Linked DNA regions of Mus musculus: regions 1, 2, 4 and 5 are each linked to region 3. A link is a contact called in public HiChIP or PLAC-seq data. All regions are on one chromosome and are shown on one strand. Each heading gives the region's core, a stretch centred on a gene start, on an enhancer-like site or on the middle of the called end of the contact. The rest is flanking DNA. Distances are from core to core; before and after follow the strand shown.

Evidence for each region. HiChIP or PLAC-seq counts read pairs in DNA pulled down with a chosen protein or histone mark.
Region 1: a contact with region 3 is called in an H3K4me3 HiChIP or PLAC-seq map of embryonic limb bud, with 4 times the contacts expected there. The contact joins two enhancer-like sites. A contact is called at or near these places in 1 of 39 promoter capture datasets (neural stem cells), 1 of 15 datasets of contacts at CTCF or cohesin (the NIH/3T3 cell line), 6 of 484 Hi-C or Micro-C datasets (the HL-1 cell line, the N1E-115 cell line, cortical neurons and 3 more), 4 of 115 datasets of contacts at active chromatin or transcription factors (embryonic basal ganglia, embryonic hindbrain, embryonic limb bud and 1 more) and 2 of 9 other capture datasets (adipose tissue and pancreatic islet).
Region 2: an H3K27ac HiChIP or PLAC-seq map of stem cell-derived neural progenitor cells shows a contact between it and region 3, with 9 times the contacts expected there. The contact joins two enhancer-like sites. A contact is called at or near these places in 1 of 15 datasets of contacts at CTCF or cohesin (the NIH/3T3 cell line), 72 of 484 Hi-C or Micro-C datasets (the 4T1 cell line, the AML12 cell line, B cells and 39 more), 14 of 115 datasets of contacts at active chromatin or transcription factors (VIP interneurons, cardiomyocytes, embryonic basal ganglia and 9 more) and 4 of 9 other capture datasets (adipose tissue, embryonic tail, liver and 1 more).
Region 4: an H3K4me3 HiChIP or PLAC-seq map of embryonic forebrain shows a contact between it and region 3, with 11 times the contacts expected there. The contact joins two enhancer-like sites. A contact is called at or near these places in 3 of 484 Hi-C or Micro-C datasets (cerebral cortex and liver), 11 of 115 datasets of contacts at active chromatin or transcription factors (embryonic basal ganglia, embryonic forebrain, embryonic hindbrain and 6 more) and 3 of 9 other capture datasets (adipose tissue, liver and pancreatic islet).
Region 5: an H3K4me3 HiChIP or PLAC-seq map of craniofacial prominence shows a contact between it and region 3, with 6 times the contacts expected there. The contact joins two enhancer-like sites. A contact is called at or near these places in 7 of 484 Hi-C or Micro-C datasets (the N1E-115 cell line, differentiating embryonic stem cells, embryonic stem cells and 4 more), 3 of 115 datasets of contacts at active chromatin or transcription factors (craniofacial prominence, embryonic basal ganglia and embryonic forebrain) and 1 of 9 other capture datasets (embryonic stem cells).

What each region holds. Positions count from the first base shown.
Region 1 is chr7:112,719,407-112,722,106 of GRCm38.p6, reverse strand. The region is part of intron 1 of Tead1 (TEA domain family member 1); the gene reads right to left. Among named protein-coding and RNA genes, the nearest start is that of Tead1, 41 kb to the right of the region's middle. Within about 2 kb of position 1,281, at least 151 of the 459 cell types and tissues checked have an H3K27ac peak or open chromatin away from gene starts, as enhancers often do. A contact at or near this core is called in the N1E-115 cell line, embryonic limb bud, neural stem cells and 2 more, where this site is marked.
Region 2 is chr7:112,882,511-112,885,210 of GRCm38.p6, reverse strand. The region is part of intron 10 of Tead1 (TEA domain family member 1); the gene reads right to left. Among named protein-coding and RNA genes, the nearest start is that of Rassf10, 70 kb to the left of the region's middle. Within about 2 kb of position 1,265, at least 112 of the 459 cell types and tissues checked have an H3K27ac peak or open chromatin away from gene starts, as enhancers often do. A contact at or near this core is called in cortical neurons, embryonic limb bud, motor cortex and 3 more, where this site is marked.
Region 3 is chr7:112,388,922-112,391,621 of GRCm38.p6, reverse strand. Micalcl (MICAL C-terminal like) reads right to left here. Exons shown (of 10, transcript NM_001381862.1): 5 at 265-356. Among named protein-coding and RNA genes, the nearest start is that of Micalcl, 15 kb to the right of the region's middle. Within about 2 kb of position 1,336, at least 73 of the 459 cell types and tissues checked have an H3K27ac peak or open chromatin away from gene starts, as enhancers often do. A contact at or near this core is called in the N1E-115 cell line, cortical neurons, craniofacial prominence and 10 more, where this site is marked.
Region 4 is chr7:112,840,800-112,843,499 of GRCm38.p6, reverse strand. Tead1 (TEA domain family member 1) reads right to left here. Exons shown (of 13, transcript NM_009346.4): 4 at 1,398-1,460. Among named protein-coding and RNA genes, the nearest start is that of Rassf10, 110 kb to the left of the region's middle. Within about 2 kb of position 1,334, at least 98 of the 459 cell types and tissues checked have an H3K27ac peak or open chromatin away from gene starts, as enhancers often do. A contact at or near this core is called in embryonic forebrain, embryonic limb bud and forebrain, where this site is marked.
Region 5 is chr7:112,806,263-112,808,962 of GRCm38.p6, reverse strand. The region is part of intron 2 of Tead1 (TEA domain family member 1); the gene reads right to left. Among named protein-coding and RNA genes, the nearest start is that of Tead1, 130 kb to the right of the region's middle. Within about 2 kb of position 1,297, at least 109 of the 459 cell types and tissues checked have an H3K27ac peak or open chromatin away from gene starts, as enhancers often do. A contact at or near this core is called in the N1E-115 cell line, craniofacial prominence and uterus, where this site is marked.

The DNA of each region.
Region 1 (2,700 bases), core at 32-2,531, 330 kb before region 3:
CTAAGCCTGTCTCCCAGCCCGGTGGGAGCTCAGCTGATTATTGTGGGCATGCATGGGTTAGATAAGTGAATAGTATCCTCAGAGTCGCTCCATCTGTAAGATCCCCATAGCTCCTTCTGGCTCAGTTAGGATAACATGTTCATGTCTGTGTTGCTGGCACAGGAGACAGGTGCAACTGGACGCTGACACTTGGCCCTCTGCAACTGATTCAGTACTTAAGTATACTTTACAATGCATTTCTCAGACCCATAGCAGACTTTCAGCTTTCCCCCATACCCATTGGTTCTAAGGGGTCACGGTCTGTAGTCCAGCCCAGGCTGATCTCGAACACAGGACAATCCACCTGCCTAAACCACATGAACTGCAGGTACGCTTAAAAGGTAACTTTTAAGTATCTTGTGGTTTCCAGCTAGCCTACAGAACTATAGAAATATACCATAAATATATATAGATATATAGATAATCTCATCTAATTCTTAAACTGCAATGGTCAGCCATTTATGAATGTTTTATTTCATCCTTAGAATATCAGTGTCATGGAAAGATCTTAAGGTCAAGTTTTGGACATTTGGCTTTCAAGGTCAGTACCTTCCCTTGTGATTACAGACACATTATTTTAATCTCTACCCATCTCCATTTCCTCATCTCTAGAATGAGGAATAAAACAAATCCAACTCACAAAACGTTTCAATGTCAGAATATCCCAACTGGAAAGTCAAGAGAATAGTCATTTTAGTCCACATGCCTCCAACTTAGAAAATGCAGTTTTCCTGAATTAAGTAGCAGTTATTAGATAAACTGCTATAGTAACTGTTATGTCAGAGTAGGTGACAGAATGTCACTCATGATAAACAAGGCCACCACCAAAGCCCAGACCCAGAGACACAAAGGCCAGAGGAACCCCAGATACACTTGCAGGCTGAGAGCAAATGGGCTGCAAACGTTGGGGCCTCCTAGGCAGGCCTCACCACGTGATTCACGATAGGACCCCAAGAGAGGTGGTTGTGAGCATGGTGTCTGCGGCAACAGAAATGAGCCAACCTGGAGAGTGAGCAGGGAGGGGAGGCTAGGAGTTCCCCTTCCAAAAAGGGCAAGAGGAGCCCTGCCCCAGTCCAGCCAGTCGGGCCAGGCAGCCCACAGGGAGCTTCCCGCCTTTTTCTTCTTCTTTCTTCTGCATGAACTTTCCCAAACCAGCTCTGCCTGTTTCACGCAGGAACCCGGCTTGCGAGTGCACATTTTATTATTTCAGAAGAAAGCATCTGCAGCCGGCTAGTGAGTCATCTGTAAGCCTTGTCAATCTGCCAGCAGCCTGCTCCTCTTCATTACAAACGTAAAGATAAAAGCCCTCACTGCATTAGCCGCCATCCGCCTCCACAGACAGCACAAATAAATTAATTGTGCCTCATCGCAAACAGCGGAGAGGTGTGCAGGAGGGGGGATGGGCTCCGTGTTTCATTAACAAATTAAATAGCAACAGAGCCACCGCACACCCGGCTACACTGCCAACTTTAGATTCTCCCACCAGGCAAGCACCCGGCCAGCATCACCCAGGTAGAGCGGCCACCATTAAGTGAGGGAGGAGTGAGGGAGGGTTGGAGGAGAGGGCGGCACTGTGAGGCCAGACCTAACCTTGGCATCCCCAGTGCAAGCCTGGAGCCCAGTCACCGAGTGCCCGTCAGACGCTGAGTGCTGCTGTGGCAAGCCCCCCCCCCCTTGCAGGGGGTGTTTCCACAGTTCTCCCCAGGCAAATAAGCAAACCAGTTCTGGGGCCCTGGTATGCATGGCCCAGTGAGAGAGCCTGTCATCAAGGCGACGCTGTCATACTGAGGATAGCAAACATTCCAGAAAGAACAGGGTGAGTCAAGACCAACTTGAAAAACACGTCAGACTCCCCCATACTACCAGCTAGGATTACACCCTCAAACACACCTCTCTGAGATTTCCTGCTTTAGTCACAGGCTATTTGTTACAATGCCGCGATTCTCTTCTCAGTCTATAGTACATCATTTAGGAAAGCTGCGTTGTGAGAGAGTTGAAGGCGTGTGACTAAAAACCATTCCTTTTATGTTTTTATCTCCAAAGACACAAACATAGTGCATGGGGGTGGGGACAGGAAATGGGAGCGGGGCGGGGGGGTGGGGGGAGAACAAAGAGAAGTCTAAAAAGAAGAGGAAAAGACCCCCAACTCTCCGAATGTCACCCTATTAACTCGTGACCTGTAAGGAAGTTAAGATCACAAACAGCTAATCCAACCATAAAATATGTCCAAAGTATTTATTATACAGATGGACATTTGGGCTCAGTTGTTAATTTAGTTGGTTTGTATTTTATCTGTAAAATCCCGGAATCTAAAAAATTCTACATAGGGGGAAAAAAAATTGACCTGAGCTAGCTAGCTAGGAGCTGCCCATAAAAAGCAAAGGAAATAAAAGCTTAAGAAGAAGAATAAGTCAAGCCATATGCAACCTTTCCACGATCCAAGAAAGAACTGAACACGTGCACCCCTGACCCAAGCCTTTGTAAAACACTCAGCATCTGCAGTGGGCCACAATGTTGCAGCACAGTGGAGCTCCAGACACTCCTCTGGAAAACAACTTAGGAGTCAGTAGCCATTGAGAACTAAAAAAATTCTTTTGTCTTTTAACTCATCAAATCCTGCTTCTGGAAACTGACCCTAAGAAAATAATCTACAATCACAGT
Region 2 (2,700 bases), core at 16-2,515, 490 kb before region 3:
GGCAGAGGCAGGTGTCAAAGGCAGGTCAAACAAACAAAAATATACCAACAAAAATATACCGCTGGGGCTGGGGATGTAACCCAGTCGGGAGAGTGCTCGACTACTATGCATGAGGATTTAGGTTTAGTCTTTTGCCTTCATAAACCAGGAATGTTGGCACATGCCTATAATCTACACATGGGATGCAAAAGCAAGAGGATCAGGAGTTCAAAGCCAGCCTTTGCTACATGAGACACTTAAGGCATGGCTTCTCCTCATTGTCCTCTTATTCAATATACCTATTTATTCAAAGCTATGGTTCACTGTTCAATTTCATGGATTAGGGGTTGGGGGGGAGACCTGTGCTTTGGGGCAAACATGAAAAATGCAATTATCAGTCCAGTGTGGTAGTCCATGCCTTTAATCCCAGCTCCTGGGAGGCAGAGGCAAGTGGATCTCTGTGAGTTCAAGGCCAGCCTGGTTTACAAAGAGAGTTCCAGGACAGTCAGACTGTTACACTGAGAAACCCTGTCTTGGGTAGGGAGAAAAAAAAAATCTTTAAAATGAAGCCTGGTCTAGGTGTGTGGGATCCAGACCCTGAAGAGGGGACAGGGCAAAGGGCCAAGGACAGAGAAACTGTCCCTGCAAACCCTGTGGCCTCTGGAGAACTGGCTACAAGGGAGCTGACAGCCCACATAGAAAGGACACTTGGCGGTGTCACAGGCTAACAAGGCAAAGCTTGCTGGGTGAGTAAGGAGAGAACCCCTAAGGTAAAGACATAAAGGGGCAGGGGCAGCCTGTGGACATACCCTTCCAACTTATCTCCCTTCATTTTTGAGTGTGCAGAGGGCTGGGCAGGAATTATGAGGTTATAGAAATGAAAACCATCCAGGACTGTCCTTGACAAGAGCCAGTGTAATGGGAACTGATGGATGGGCCGTTTTCAAACCACCACTTTGAATCTCCCCTCTGCATCCTCTCTGAGCCATGATCAAAGGACCAAGATTTCAAATTGTGAAGCAATTTTTTCCCAATGGCAGCATCTGGCTGCTTGGCAGGCGGCACCAGGAGCTGGGCCTTGCTGTGGGCGGCTGTCCAGGCCTGCCACATGGTGAGGCTAGGCCAGGCAGGGCACGCCTTGCGGGCTTTGCAGCTGCTCCCACAGGCGCCAAAGGACAATTGCTCTGCACAGGGCAAAGGGGCCCTGAGAGACTGAGCTTAACTAGGGAGCGAGGGGGTAGGTTTGGAGAGAGCTGGCAGCCCCAGAGCCCTCCCACACTGCTTCATTTGCATGCCCACCCCACAGGATTCAGGGGTCTGGGCAGGGGAGGCCTGCGTTGTGCTGGACACCGCTCCAGTTAGACAGCCTGCCTATGGGGACAGGGAAGGAAGGGGCTGCCAGCAGGGAAGTGGGCCCCTGAGTGCAGCCATTCACTGGAGTCTGTGTGCCCTGACACAACACCACTGAAGCAGAGGCCACAGCTGTTTTAAATAAGAATAACAGGAATAAACTCAGCCAGCCTAGCTCTTCAACTTACTTCCCACTAATTATGGCATATATTTACATCCACAAAATAGACGATTTTTAAAAACACCACCGGGACCCTTTATTGTGCAGACTGCACACCCCCATTTGAATTTCATAAACATTCAGTACTTCAAAGAATCTTAAAAGCTTGCTCTAATTACAATAAGCCTCGTCTGAAAAGGCTGTCTGTTTGCATTGCAAATTTCCCACCAATGCAAGTATTCATTTACAAAAATGCAATTAATATTACCCACACAACTCCAGGTAAGGACCCACTGTAGGCTTCAGGCTGGAACTGTCATAGACTCAAGGTCTTAGCCCTACCAACTAAGTCTCTGTTCAGACTGCTTGCTTTCCAACTGAGCCAGGTAATGAAGTCCTGGGCGTCCAGCGGAGGTGGCCTGACCTTACCTAGTTCATCAGTGTACAAAGAATGCTGCCACTTTCCCAGGTTGTTGCTTATTTAAGAGGGACATTCCATCCATGAAATGTCCCTCTTAAATAAGCAACAACCACCAGGCAACCAATCACACACAGTGAAATAACAGCTGTACGTGAATAAGCTATAGGTTACCCAGTGAAACCTGCATGGCAGATACACATCACCAGTACTTTGGTACACAAGCGTTCCAGTGATCTCATAGACACTAGCTCTGGGATTTAAATTTAAATGGGAAGGCCTCAGTGTTAGTTACTCCCCCAATAATTCTACTAATGCTAATGAGTCATCTTTACTAAAAAGAACAAAAACTAAGACATATCCTCAAATGCTGACTGCTGTAAGAAAATGTCCTAATTGTATACAAATACTGTATCCATCCATGTACAACCCTCAGACTGGGTTGACAGGTAACTGGGCCTAGAGTCTGTCTCACATTTTATATCGTATTCTTTTATCTTCTTGAATTACTTGTAACTAACTTGTATTACTTTCAAAAGATTATAATTTTTATTCTTTTCCTGACTGTGTGCATGCACGACTGCGTACATGAGTGCAGGTGTACAGGGAAGCCAGGGGTGTTTGATCTGTGGGAGCTGGAGCTACGGGTGGTGCTGAGTCACCGACTGGGTGTTGGGATCTGAACTCTGGTTCTCTGGAGAAGCAGTTCATGCTTTCAACTGCTACGCTCCAAGCCGCCTTCTCTCTAGCCCCCTACTTTTAAATGTGAGACAGAGTGGTGATAATGGATCTT
Region 3 (2,700 bases), core at 87-2,586:
ACCCACTTTAAGCACTGCATTTGCCAAATGGTTTTAAGTCAATATGTCTTTTTTCCCTTCCCTGACGTGTGCTGAGGTTTTTGTCTTTAAGAAGACAAATCTTGGGGGAGGGGTTCCAGACATAAAGGAGGGTACTCCTCAGATGCAGCATGGCCTGATCCTCCTGAGGGCTTCTGCAGCTGGAGCCCACATTGGCTCTGAAACCTGGATGGGTAAGGAGCCCCTGCCAGCGAAGGCACTGTATGGTGTTGCAAGTGATGGTACCTTTATCCTTAAGGAAAGCTGGGAGTCGGCTTCTTCCTCTGCAGAGGACGAGGTGGGAGAAGAGGTGGCTTCTGTCACTGGAGCTACAGGGTCTGAAACAAGAACCAGAGAACTCACCAAACTGCTGCCTCCTTCTCCTCCTTCCAGCCTCACAGCTGCCTCCTCCTCCCTCACCCCATTTGCTTCCTGCCGCCCACCCCTCATTGCACCTGCCAGGAGCTTGGGAAAGCAGTACCTCAGGGCCACTGAAAAGTTGGCCCTCCACGTTAATTACATTTCTGGATTCCTGCCAAGAGCTCTGCCTGGGCTCTTCTCACATTCAAAACAAAGCAAAGCAAAGCAAAACAAAACAAGGTATTATGCAGAAATCAAGGAAGTCCTTAAACACCCTTTACTGGGGCAAGATCCTTGCTTACATTGCTTTTGAATCCAAAATCTATTATGAAAATGCATATCTGAAGTTAGCTGGGTTACCTAACCGATGGGGTAAGGTTTGTTCTGCCTAGTAATTGAATGCAAAAAAAAAAAAAAAAGTCAGAGCCAGCTCTTAAACAAATCGCCCTTCTGCGGCCCACAGCATCTGGCACCCATTTTTACTACACGACATCTGCTCAGTGTAAAAGAGCTGGCGTCAGAATGTCTGGTCATAGAAAAAAAAATCCCAAATGTAATCAGAAGCAAAAGGACCCTAAGCCTAAGGATTTTATCACATAGCCTCATGCAACATAAATATTTCATTAATTATGGCTAAACAAATGCCACTTTTATTTTCCCAACTTGCAGATATTATCACATCATGGAAGGGATGATTCAAATGCCAGGAAAAAGCAGTTTAAGATAGGGACGGCCCAACAAAGCAGGGCCCGTGGGGCAGCTAAAACTGAGGAGCCATGCCAAGCTCCAAACATGAACTGGATGGCCCAGCACCGAAACACACCCATGTTGACCAAACACCTTTTTGTGATCTGGCTGGGAACCAGGTGTGGTGGGGGCTTCCAGGTGCCACAGGAGACTTTCGGTTTTCCCAGCAAGAACATCTGCCCCTGCACATACACCTGATGGAGTTTATGTTAATACCAGGATTAACCCGTGCTGTGCTGCTCGCTGCACAGCAGAACCAGCTAGAACTTAGTCACGGGAAGGGATGCTACAGTGGCAGCTTGTGTCTGCATAGAACTGTGGGGTGGGTGGGGAGAAAGGAGGGAAGTAATTCCAAGTCAGCTAACATCCTCTCCAGCCTCCCTATAATTTTCAACTATTCACCCCAGTGGGAGCAGCCAAGTGTTACAAAATAAGGGTAATTTTAACCTCCAGCGACACATTTACATACGCTGTTATTCAGAGCAAAATAATACAAAACATGCATCTAACAACCCAGCCTCTCAGGGGAGGGAGTTTGCTGTTTTCCACTTTAATTTGCCAGATGGGAAAGCTCAGGTAAAGATAGAATCAGAGAGTGGCATCACGGCAGGAGGAGGCTGTGTTCTCTTTGGGCAGAGATGCATCTTTGCTTCCAGCCACTAAATTACGGGGTGGGGGTGGGGCCAGAGCCACTGAGTGCTCCCTGAGTGTAGGAGCTTGAGGAACTGACTTTATACCCTGCTGCCATGATTCCTATGTGCAGAATTACTGTGGAAGAGCAAAGACAATCAGTCCAAGGTCTGAACGGTACCTGGTATATGAGCTATTGGTAGCTATTGGGAATGGTTTTGCTGTGACTAAATATCTGATATGGAGTCACTTAAGGGCTGGAGATCAGCTGACATAGCATTTGTTTAGCATGCAGGAGGCTCTGCCTTAGATCCCCAGCACTGTCCTTGAGAGTGTGTGTGTGTGGGGGGGAGTATAGGATGACCACAAGTTCAAGGTCATTTTTGGCTACACGGGGGTGGGGTGGAGGGGTGGGATGGGGGTGGCGAAGTGGTGGTAGTGTTTGAAGTCAGTCCAGATGAGAGTACCTCAAAAAAAGAAAGAAAGAAAAAAAAGAAAGAAAGGAAGAAAGAAAGAAAAGAAAAGAAAAGAAGAAGAAAAGAAAAAAGAAAAAGCAATTTGAGGGAAGAAGGGTTGTTTTGGCTGACAGTTTGAGGATACTGTCCATTGTGGCAAGAAAGGTGTGTTGTGGAAGGCTGCTCGCTCTCTCACCTCTGAGTGTGTCAGGAGCAGAGAGAGATGAATGCTGTCACACACTCCTTGTTAGTCCCTTTCAGCTCTCTAGCTCAGCCCACTGACAGTCCACATTCAGGGTAGGTCTTTGTTCCTCAGCTGACCCTCTCTAGAAACATCCTTGTAGGTGACCCAAAGGTGAGTCTCCTTGGCGGTTCTACACCTAGTCAAATTGACTATGAACCCTTAGTGTCATAATTCTCTTCACCGCCTTCATTGTTATCATCCACTCAACAATACTTTCATGTTGCTAAAACTGCCTGATTGACCTTT
Region 4 (2,700 bases), core at 85-2,584, 450 kb before region 3:
CCCATATTTAAAAAAAAAAAAAAGCTCAACATGAAGCAGGCTTGATTATCTTATCTTCAAGACCATCGTTAGGTTTTGTCTTATTGTTTTGTTTTTGCCTGTGGCCATATCTGCAGATTTCTTTATTTCTCTCTTTTCTGTGTTTATTTTGTTTTTTGAGATAAGGTTTCTCTGTGTAACAGAGCCCTGGCTGTCCTAGACTGGCTCTGTGAACCAAGCTGGCCTGGAACTCATAGATATCCACCTGCCTCTGCCTCTTGAGTGCTGGGATTAAAGGCATGCACCACCATGCCAGCGCTCTCTTCTGTATTTTTGAGATGGTATCTCATTATAAATTTGTAGCCATGCTCCCTGCCTCTTTTCTTTTTTTTTTTTTTTTTTTTTTTTTTTTAAGATTTATTTATTTATTATATGTAAGTACACTGTAGTTGTCTTCAGATACACCAGAAGAGGGCACCAGATCTCATTACGGGTGGTTGTGAGCCACCATGTGGTTGCTGGGATTTGAACTTCAGACCTTCGGAAGAGCAGTCGGGTGCCCTTACCCACTGAGCCATCTCACCAGCCCCTCCCTGCCTCTTTTCTACGGGGATCACAGGTATAAGCCACAGTGTCTGGTTTAGCTTTCTCTACTAAGGAGACCCACTAAAAAAACAGCATATCAGACAATGTGGAAGACAATTTGTGTTGAAGGAGATACATATAAAAATGTATTTTCTCAAATTACTATTATTTATCTTATGTATATGTGTGTTTTGCTGGCAGAGGCCAGAAAATGGCATTGGATCCCCTGGAACTCAAGTTATAGACAATTGTGAGGTGCTATAAGGATTCTGAGAATTAAACCAGGGTTCTCTGGGCCATCTCTCCAGCCCTTTTTAAAAAAAAAAAAGATACATTAATTTTTTTTTTTAAAAATCCAAAACCATAAATTAGAATCAGTGCTAAATGTATTATAAAAGTCATTTCACAACAACTGGAGACAATTTCATCCTTTTCAGTTATTTTTATTTTATTTTATTTTTAAGGTTATACTAGACTATCCATTAGCTGATTCTCAAATTGCTACAGGACAGTTATTAGAAGATTTTTTTTTTCTTTTTCTTTTTCTTTTCTTCTTTTAATTGCATTTCTGTGCTGAAGTTATTGAGATCAGCTCTCTGCTGCGACTGCGATTGCGTTGTTACTGGGAAACTTGCACACACTCGCGCACACACAGAGTTTAACGTGAGGCCCGTACAAAAACAGAGAGATTAGACACAAAGAAATGTAAACAGCCCTCACATGCTAGGAAGCTAGGTTACAAGAATCCCAGCGCCAGGCATTCACCAGTCACCATGGAAAACAGGAAGTGAGGTGCATAGCAACCACGAGCCAAAAAGCAGAAAAGCGCATACCTTCAGCTTGGAATGAAAATCACGAGATTTCCTTCTGGCAAGAACCTGAATGTGACTAGACACCTGCAGGGTAGGGGAAGGGAGGAAAACAAAGGAAAAGCCTGTAACCATGGAGATGAAAAGCCCCCTACAACTGGGCAAGCCAGACGTACCTTAATGGCGGCTTGAATTTCTCGAACTTTCTTTCTTGCTAAGACCTGTATATGACTAGACACCTACATTTTTCGGGTTTATGCGGGGGAAACAAAACGAGAAAAAAAGAAAACAAAAAAAAACAAAAACAAAAACAAAAAAAGGAAATCAAATATAAAATCGCTATTCCTTGGGAGGGGTGGGGTAGGGGAGGTTATTTGCATCTCAACGAAGCTCTGCAGTTAGGAACATACAGTCCCAGCCAGACACCAAGCCCCCAGCACCTCTCTAAAGCTCTATGGACAGGGTCCTCGTGGCAGTGACTTGATTCAGAACTTTAGGCAGGCTCGTCTCCATGTTCCCACCCAGAGAGATGAGAGGTGGGTGCTGGGAAAAACCTTATTTGGAGAGCCATAAGAAGAGAGAGGAGGGATGCTTTCTTTATGAAATTTTTAAAAAGGCGGGGGTAGAGATAAATTAAAATATTTACAGCATCTCAGTATCGGGAGAGAAAGAAAATTCCCCTTCCTCAATTTAGAGAGGACTGTCCATAAATTAGCATGCTCTACAGAATCAAAGCTGAGGCTGTGAGCTGGATTCTGATCTCCTGGAGGACTCTAGATTCTGTGGCAAATGCTGAAATAATACCGGCACATAAATTAGATCTCAAAGAAAAATGGGACCCAGTTAGCAGAGCCTCCCCGCCCACCCCAACCCCTTAAAATGTCTTTAATCCTTCCACACTTTTGGGAATCGCCTGGGAGCCAAGTGGATCTGCATATTATTACAAAAAGAGATGTGTGAATACAACCAGCCAGCCAGTTAAAAATCTGGTCTGAAAAACCACTCAGCTTTGCTGAACAACACTAGAGTGGTGTCGCCAACTGTGGCCAACAGGCACCCCGAGGGTGATGCTGGGTGTGGAAAAACTGCCAGACAGGCCTCTAACACAGTGATTCCACTGGGCAAGCAAAACCGCATCGATTTCAGTGGGACTTGATTACATTTAGAAGATCCCCCCGTGAAGGGGTCACTGGGCAAGTGAGCAGAGCGTGCTGGCCAACAGGCCAGTTCAGCACTTGAGATGGAAGGAGAGCGCGGTGTCTGCATTGGGAGACTCTGAACCTTCCCATTACAAGTTCAGTGACTTGGGCTTTGTGGCAGTCACCTC
Region 5 (2,700 bases), core at 48-2,547, 420 kb before region 3:
CCTTCCATGTCCAGGGCAGTCCCCAGTGAGATGGGTAAGAGTCTCCCCCAATGAGTGAAACTCAAAGAGAACTTACAAGGGAATAGAAAGGAGATGCTGGGATGAGTAACTCCTAAATTCTCATAGATTTTCTGGGCTGGGTACCATGAGAAACTGTGGGAAGTCAATGGTATAGCCAAGACTATCGTGTAGAAACTTGGGTATTATTCTGGCTCAAAATAGACCAGTGTAAAATGCTGTGTGCTGTGCTTCAGTTTGGGGGGACAACCCTGAAACAATACCTCCAAATGCACCTGCACTATGACACACTCACCAGCATCAACAAAGTGAAGGTAGTAAGGCATCAGAAGGCATGGTGTGGGCATGGCGGTGCCCACCTGCAATCTCAACACTTGGGAGGTAAAGATGGGAGGAGCAGGAGTGAGTTCAAGGCCAGTATCTCAGCTATATGAGCTACACCAGACTGTGTCAAAACAAACAATCAACCAGAAAGTGAAAAGGGGGGAAAAACATAAATTTTTCTTTCCAATATTTAAACAGCAATACAAACTTTCAGTGATGCTGCGTACATTCCATAATGGTATCATCTGTAGAACTGGTGCCTAATACAAAACAGAATTTAAGCAGCTCATTCTACTCCATCTTGCTCCCAAGTGTTTGAGGCAGGTTCCAAAAACCCAAGATGAAAACAAAAGGCAAGAATCCTACCAAAGAGAAGATAGATGTGGAGTGAACAGGAAAAAATGAAAATCAAGAAGAAGGTTTCCTGGGCTGACTGAAACTAATGAGAAAAAAACCCAAGGTGAGACTCATTCACTTAGAGTCGTGTGTGTGTGTGTGTGTGTGTGTGTGTGTGTGTGTGTGTGTGTGTGTGTGTGTGTTGCATGTATATAGGTACATGTATATGGAGACCCAAATGCCATATGTCTTCTTGATCATTCTCCATTCTGTGGAGTTTTGAGGTAAGCCTGGTCTACAAATGAAGGCCAGCCAGAATAATACGTGAGAGTCTGTCTTTAATGGGGCTGTGAGTAGGAGGTAGGGTTATATCCACTACTTGAGCCGATTTCCTCCTAGCTTTCACTTAAAATTTTTATTAATGAATGTTCCTTTTAAAACACAGACATACAACACACACTTCCAAATACACCTCATATCCTCATTTTTGTTGTTCAAATGTGCTAGGCATTGCAACTCATTAAAAAAAAAAAGGAAACTGTACCTTTAAGAAACTCAGCTCATAAACACCAGGCTTTGGAAACCAGGGTTCAGCAAAGAGGAGCCAATAAAAACCCTGTAACTTGAAACCAACCCACACAGCATAGGAAGAAAGGAGCCCAGCAGCGCCCAGTTTGCAGGACAAGAAGCTAATTGACCGGAATGTCTGCTGCATAAGCTATAAACTAAGTACATAAAGAACAATATGAACATACAGTTAAACAAAAAGGCCAAACTCTCCAACACCACACTGTGCACTAAACAAGCGGGATGATTGTTTGAGGAGCCGCCGGAGGAAGAAGGGATAATTAGCGTCCTTGTGAATCAAGTGTCTGCCAGGAAAAGGTCTCCATCCATGGAGTGGCCCTGGAGCAATGGCACCTTTTGCCCTTAAGAGTCAAGCTGGGAGTTAGGGGGATGGTTCAGGCAGAAAGAAGGACCTAGCAAATCCATAGCACCTAACCCGTGGTGTGGGAGTGAGGCCCAGATCCCAGCACTGAGACAGGACACACAGAGCTCACTGGCCAGCTAGTCTAACTGAATGGTGAACTCTAGCCCTATGAGATACTCAGGCTCAGAAAATAAGGTCAGAGAGCCACTAAGGAAGACACCCAACATGGACCTTGGGCATCTACACAGGCACACAGGCAGGAGACACATACACAGAGCCAAGGTTGGGTTTGCAGGACCGTTTATTGACAACCATGAAGAAGGTAAACATTCTTCAGGCAAAGTGTGTGAGTAGAGCCTCACACTCTACTGTGGCCACCTCTCCTTCTGGAACACACAGTCTTCAGGTTTCACCAGCTGCCACTTTCTATGACCAGGAAGGGTCATTTTCTCTCATTTATTGCCTCACTGGCTTGGGATAGAACAGTCTGTGCCAAAGGGGTGGGGGAGGGACCAAAGCATCCACCCAAGTCACCATGACACAAAGAGAGCCTACAACAAAATAGCATGTCCATGAGAGTTTATCCAGGGCTCAGAGAAATGGGACCTCAGATCTGCCTCATTCTCTCACTGAACATGGAAGTGGGTAATCTTCACCTTTCTGGTGCCTCCTGTAGTCTCCAGAAGAAGCTGCAAGGTAGAGAAGTGGGTACCTCAGGACCCAGAGTTTGCAGATCCAAGTTCAAATCCCCACCCTCCCTGAAGAGCAGTGTCCCCAAGCCCCTCATTTACATGGCTTTCCTTTTTGATCACGCTATCCTGCTCCAGCACAGTTGAAAGCACAAAGAAGAGACTTTTAATTTTAAGGCTCTGAATTTGACACAGATGTGAGCCTATTACTTCATCTATGATACTCAGAAAATGCCAGGACAGTCTCCTTGCTATGCAAGGGATGCAGACAGACAATCAGAAGGTGCAGTACCCCACTGAGAACTCACAGGCTAGCTGGAGTCAGACTATACAGGTTGAGTGATAACGCCGGGGAAGTCGTATGTCACTGGAGATAATGAGTCTAAATGTTATTATTTGATT